2 separate regions of the Canis lupus genome follow, and region 2 is linked to region 1. The links are chromatin contacts, called in public Hi-C maps. All regions are on one chromosome and are shown on one strand. Each heading gives the region's core, a stretch centred on a gene start, on an enhancer-like site or on the middle of the called end of the contact. The rest is flanking DNA. Distances are from core to core; before and after follow the strand shown. Region 1 overlaps ACTN1 (alpha-actinin-1). Region 2 holds the start of ACTN1 (alpha-actinin-1).

The links. Hi-C and Micro-C count contacts between places; a contact is called where the count stands out from the background.
Region 2: a contact with region 1 is called in a Hi-C map of blood, with 2.9 times the contacts expected there. The contact joins the promoter of ACTN1 here to the enhancer-like site in region 1. A contact is called at or near these places in 2 of 9 Hi-C or Micro-C datasets (both in blood).

The regions. Positions count from the first base shown.
Region 1 is chr8:43,043,187-43,046,295 of UU_Cfam_GSD_1.0, reverse strand. All of the region lies in intron 1 of ACTN1 (alpha-actinin-1), which reads left to right. Among named protein-coding and RNA genes, the nearest start is that of ACTN1, 42 kb to the left of the region's middle. Within about 2 kb of position 1,480, at least 6 of the 20 cell types and tissues checked have an H3K27ac peak or open chromatin away from gene starts, as enhancers often do. A contact at or near this core is called in blood, where this site is marked.
Region 2 is chr8:43,085,113-43,088,221 of UU_Cfam_GSD_1.0, reverse strand. It overlaps ACTN1 (alpha-actinin-1), which reads left to right and starts at 1,460. Exons shown (of 21, transcript XM_038545053.1): 1 at 1,460-1,788. The coding sequence starts at 1,684. LOC119872883 (a long non-coding RNA gene) reads left to right here and starts at 2,383. Exons shown (of 3, transcript XR_005363473.1): 1 at 2,383-2,811.

The sequences.
Region 1 (3,109 bases), core at 231-2,730:
ACAGAGGCCACAGTTGACGGAGCCTGCCCATGGCTGCCAGCCATTGCTGTTCTTTGGTCTCTGGCTGTGGAGGTGGAGGTTGGTGGAGGCAGCTGACTCTCACTGGCCGGGAGCTAACAGGACAGCCTTTGCTTCTTCACAGGGATCACACGCCACCTGTCTTTTAAAATGGTCCCCAGGTCTCTCAGGAGCTTGCAAGTGCCACCTACATGGCAGGAAGGCACCGAGCTGCCCAGGCCTTGGTCTGCTTTCTGAGGGCCTTGTCAAGAAGGATGCTCCTGGAGCTCTCTCCAACTCGAGCATGTTCATTAGGTCCAACCGCCGACCAGGATGAGCCAGCCATTCAGTCCCCTGCTCTTGGCCACCCTTTTGTCTCCCAACATGGGCTGCAGGTGGACATAAACCAGGAAACACACACAGGCCCTTGCTCCCCACCTAGTCTCCCAACCTGGCTGGGAGGCTGATCTCAAGATTTCCTCATTAGTGGGGGGAAAGAAAAAACAGGATGTCTTTCTTTCCAGCCTGTAGAGCTCTGTGAATAATTAACCTTGATTCAACAGAAAGGCTTGGGAAGTGAGAGCAGTATGGCAACGGACGTTTATGGGCTCCTGCTCTGTTCTGTTTGCTTCCATTGGCCTCATTTTGACAACAACCTGCAAAGCAGGGGTATTATGTATCCCATTTGTCAGATGAAGCGATTGAGGCCTGGACAGGTTAATTAAGGTCACATAGAGGGACAGAGGCTGGATTAAGACTTTTAAAGTGTCTGCTATGGACACAGCAGCAGATGGTCTTTAATTAAGAATGTAAGATCTCATTTGGTCCTTTCTCATGCTGTGCTGTGTAGGCCTTACTATCCCCATTTTATAGGTGGGCATCCAGAGGCCGAGACTGAGAGTCCTGTCCTGACAGAGCTGGTGAGAGGTGTGGGTGGGACTGCAACTCCAGCCCTGTCCAGTTCCAAAGCCTGGCTCTGCCGGGCGCCCCAGCCACCTGCACCCTGACTTTCCAGGATCCCAGCATTCATGTAGCCTGGGGGGCAAGCTGTTAGAGAGGTGCCGTTTCCAAACAGAGGAAACTGCCTGGCGGCTCTCAACTTTGTCAGCAACCACTCCCAGGTTGGGGGAAAGTAAATAGATCTGGGTGGAGATGTTCTTGAGGACTCTGCTTTTCATCTTTGAACGAGCCAGCTGACAGCTTGCTTTGAAAGGCTGGCAGTGTGCCCTCGATAAGTTAACCAGATACTCCTGTTTATGTTATGAGAGCAGCGGGCATCTGAGATCACTTCTGGGCAGCTCTCTGCCTAGACAAACCACCTAGCGCCCACACCCTAGCTCGACTGGCCATGTGTGTGGGGACGAGAGGGTCTCCAGGGTGGCCTGAGGGAGAGAGAAGGCACCCTGGCTGGGCCAGCAGGTGCTGGGAGAACAAAGCCCTGCACACACGTGCTGGCCCGGCCCCGTTAGGGGCCCCTGATCTGATGGCCACCCACCGCAGCCAGTGGCACCACCAGGGACGTGCTGCGCTCTGACTGGCAGCCACAGCAGAGCACCCACTGGAAGGGGTGTTGGGGACTGGCAGCCGGAGAACTGATTTTTTACTTGATGAATCTAGTCTGGGTTGCTCTATTCCAGGGAGGGGCATTGAGAATGAGCAGCCATGTACCACTTTCATGAGGTTTAGAAGCTAGGTTGGGGTTTTTCTGGAGCTACTTGGCCAGGGGGTAGTGCTTTTCATCTTCCCCCACAGTTAGTAGTTTACTAACTATTGGAGTAGGGGTGTGTGTGTGTGTGTGTGTGTGCATGCACGCGTGTGTGTGCGCATGCGCACAATGACTGATTTATCCTCATGCCCTGGCTCCTAATTATGACTTTCTTGTAATATTCTACACTGATAAGGCACTTTAAAGTTTTCCACAACCCTTTCTCTATAAAATATCTTATTTGATTCTCTTACTAATTCTTTTAAGGAGATGGGTTGAATTTTTTTTTCCTTTTTTTATTTTGGAAACAGCTGTTTCCCTCCCACCCCCGATACTATATGAGCACTGATCCCTCACCCCTACAAAAAAATTCCCAAACAAATGGGAAGTTTCCTGTATCCCATCGCAGAGGTCTGACTTAAATAAATGTATATGCTTGCAGATAGACTTTATATTTTAAAGACTTTATTTGTTCATGAGAGACAGAGAGACCGGCAGAGACACAGGCAGAGGGAGAAACAGGCTCCATGCAGGGAGCCCGATGGGGGACTCGATCCTGGGTCTCAGGGATCACACTCTGAGCTGAAGGCAGAAGCTCAACCACTGAGCCACCCAGGTACCCCAGCTTTTCTTATATTTGTGTAGCTTTTTTGTTGTTGTTAACTAGGTGATGACTGTATGGGGCGTAAAATTCCAAAGAAACAAAAGGGCATTCTGTAAAAAAGCAAATGTCCTTCCCCCCCTCTGTCAGGAGGCCCCACTCCCTTCCCTGGAGGCAGCCACTCTTTCAGGTCCCTGTATGTCCTTCCAGGGATATTTTGACATCTAGCTTTTGTGGATGATCAGCAAACTACTAGCAGGTGTCTGGTTGTGAGGGCAGGAGCTGGCAGTCTTAACACTGAAACACAGATCTTTGAGTTCATAGAGATGAAACTGTCCCTATGGAATTTATTGGCCTCTTTTGATTAGGAGCAGAGCCTACCAATCAGAATCAACCCTACAAGGAACAAAAGATTGTCCTTTGGTTGTGTCTTTTTTTTTTTTTTTAATGAAGTATAGTTGACACGTGGCATTCCATTAATTTCAGGTGTACAGTAGTGATTCTCGACAATTCTGTGCAGTATGCTATGCTCACCACAAGCGTTGCTCACGTCTGTGCTGCTGTCTTTTAATTAGGCATGTTTTGACGGGAAAAGTTGCTCGATTCCAGCCTGCAAGGAATGAGGGACATATTTGGGGTTACATAGCTGGAAGGGGTCGAGGTGATTTATCTGGGATCACACGAACACCTGGCTGAGGCAGAGCAGGGCTCAGGTTCCCTGACCCCTGCCTCCTGAACAATAGCTCCCCTGGAAGGATCCCAGAGGAGTAGGAGGATGTGACTGGGAGAGGTGTGGTCAGCACGTG
Region 2 (3,109 bases), core at 211-2,710, 42 kb before region 1:
TGACCAATGACGCGGGGAGCGGCAACATAACAGATATCTGCTTACAACAGCACCGGGTGGCTGTTCTGAGAGTCAGAGGCACTTTCTTCACCTTTTCCATCTGGGGCCTTTCAAGTATGGCCCTTTCTGGCCGTGCACTCTTCTTCTAACTCCTCACTCACCTCCATTTGATGCACTGGAGTTTCTGCAGCTGGCTCACCGGCCCTTGGGACACAAATACGAAAGCAGTCCTAGGACTATGTGCAGGACCTGTTGGAGGTCCACTTGCTACTACTGTTCTTCAGGCCAGCATCCCTTAGAGGAGTGCACCAGGAGGTCAGGCCTACCTCTTCCCAGTGTCTGTCACAGCTGGGGCAGTGTGTTTAGACTCTCCTTACTAGGCCTGGGGAAGGAAGCCCAGGCTGGCCACCAAGAGCTTAGAGGTGCTTGGCCAATCTTACTCTCCTTCCTCCTCCAAAAACAATAAGGCTTTGTTTGTTAGGCCTGAGGTTATGGGCTTGGCCTTGGGGTCCTGAAAACCTGCTAAATCCCTTCTCCAGCTCTAGCCTTTGAGCCTCAGAGTGCTCCTCTGTCAGGTGTGTTGGGGGCGGGGCGCGGAGGAGTGGACAGACCACTCTGGGCCCTCCCTCCCAGTTTTCAGGGTGCTGCCTGCCTGTGCAAGGGGCTAGAGCCGGCCTGCCCGCCTGCGGGGGGCCGGCAGGGGACCCCGGGAAGCCCTCGGGCAGAGCGCTCCCCCGAGCCGGAGGTCCGGCCAGAAAGGGCCGTGCGGCGAGGCGGGAAAGCTCCGTGGCCCCCGAACGCCGCCCGCCCCGGACACCGGGCTCTCGGGGGCAGGGGTCGGCTGGGTCCCGCGGGCGGGGCGGGAGGGACGGAGTCAGGAAATTCCCGGGAAATGCCTTCCCATTCCGGCGTTCCCTGCCCCCGTTCCTTGGGCGCTGACTCCTCGGACCCCAGGAGCGGGGACGTGAAACGCTGTCCCGGTGTGCTCTCGTCCCCTCTCCAGCCCCGGCCGCCGGGGGCTCGCGGCGCGTGGGGGTCCAGCGGGGCCGGCGCCCCCGAGTCCGCCGCCTGCCCGCGGGCGGGGCGCGGTCGGGCCCCCGGCGGCGGCTGGGGCTCGGGGCGCGCTGCCGCTCGGTCGCAGAGCTCGGCGCGGCGTCCCCCGCTCGGGTCCCGTTCGGCTTAAGCTGGTGTCACATGAGCGGCGGGGGAGTGGGAGCCCGGGCGGGGGCGGGGGCGGGGGCGGGGGCGAGCGCCGCGGGGAGGGGGCCGCCCGGTCCACCTATATGGCCGCGGCCCGCCTGACGGATGCCAGGAATTCCCAATGAAAGGCGGTGGGGGGAAGTTTGGGCAAGTCGGCCTGGCCAATGGAGAGCCTCGGGAGGCTCCCCCCGCCCCGCCGCCCCCGCCCGCCCCGGCTCCCGCAGCGCGAGGGTGTCCGCCCCGCTCACTGTGCGTGGAGCTCAGTCCCGGGCAGGCGGTCCGCGAGCTCCGGCCGCCAGCAGCTCCGCGAGCAGCGCCGCCGCGGAACCGGCGCCGGGAGCCAGGCCGGCCACGCCCGCGCAGCCCAGCCCAGCCCAGCCCGGCCCGGCCCGCCCGGCCCCCTCCCCACGCCGCCGCCGCCGCCGCCGCCGCCCGGAGAGAAGGTGGAGGAAGAAATCCAGCTCGTAGCACGCGCGCACCATCATGGACCATTATGATTCCCAGCAAACCAACGACTACATGCAGCCCGAAGAGGACTGGGATCGGGACCTGCTCCTGGACCCGGCCTGGGAGAAGCAGCAGAGAAAGGTCAGCAGCCCCCGCCCCGGCCCCCCGCAGCCCCCCGCAGCCCCCCGCAGCCTCCCGCAGCCCCCCGGCCCGGCCAGCGCCGCCCGCCTCGCTCCCGGCTCCGGGCTCCGGGCTCCGGGCTCCGGGCTCCGCACGGGTTCCCGGCGCGCACGGGCGGGGGCGGGGGCGGGGGCGGGGGCGGGGGATGCGCGGCCGCCGCGCGGTGGGGTGTTGGGTTACAGGCGCGGGCGGAAGGGGGCGAGCCCTGTTCCCGGAGCCCGCGAACGCCGAGCGCGAGCGCGAGCGCGGGGAGGTGGGGCGGCCGGCGGGCAGGTCGCCCTGGGTCCGCGGCTCCGGCCACCCGGCTGCGGCCGCGCCGTCCCCGCGTGGGCCGCGTGGGGGGCGGTGCTGGGGCGGCTGGGCCGAGCCGCCGGCGAGGCGGCTGCTCGCTCGGGATCGCCCCCTGCCTGGCCGCCTCTCCGTGTGGCGTGCGGCGGCAGCGCGCTTCCTGGGCCGCCCTGGGCTCGGGACCTGCGGGGGCAGGCTGCAGGCTGCGCGGGACCTGCACCTTCCAGCCCCAGCCGGGGGCCGGGGCGCGGGGGGGGGGGGCACGGGGACGGGCCGCCGCCTCCGGGTCGGCCTGGAGGTGGACCTGCTGGAGTGCGGCTGGGGCCGCGAAACCAGGGGCATCAGCCGGTCCCCAGCCGGTCCCCAGCCGGTCCCCAGCCGGCCCTGTGGAGGCGGGGTCAGGACGGCAAACCGTTTTATTGCTTAACTCAGCTGCGGGCTTGCCTCTGCGTCCTGCCTCTCCGACACCCGCTTATTCCTGGGAGAGGGCGATTTGGGGGCAACTTGATCTGAGTTGCAGGGCTCCAGGACAAGAGGTTGTTCCCTGGGATACTTGGGGTCAGTCGTTGGGGAACCCCTGCCTGGCCACCGTCCGCAGGCGTCCCAGACGCGGTGTGCAGGGCGCGCACCTCGTCACGGGGGCTGCGCTCGGAGCTGGCGGTGGGACCCGGGCACAGTGGCCGGTGGCAGGAAGAGGTCAGAAACCACTCCAGTGGGGGAGGAGGGGAGGGCGCCCCAACCCTGCCTCTGCTTCCTGCCTGCGCTGTGAGCTCTTGCCCCAGGCGGCCACGTACCCTGCACACCCTCCTCTCCCCCCCGCTCCTCCGCTGTCCGCTCCCATCCGGTCCCTCCTCATTTCATCCCCCCCCCACCCCCGGCTGATCTGGGAATGGGGGGGGGGGGCAGGATGGCGCGTCCCTTTGGATAGTGCGGTTAGGGCTGGGCTTGAGGGAGAACGCTCATGTCCAAAAATGGTAACATTCATTCCCTTTTT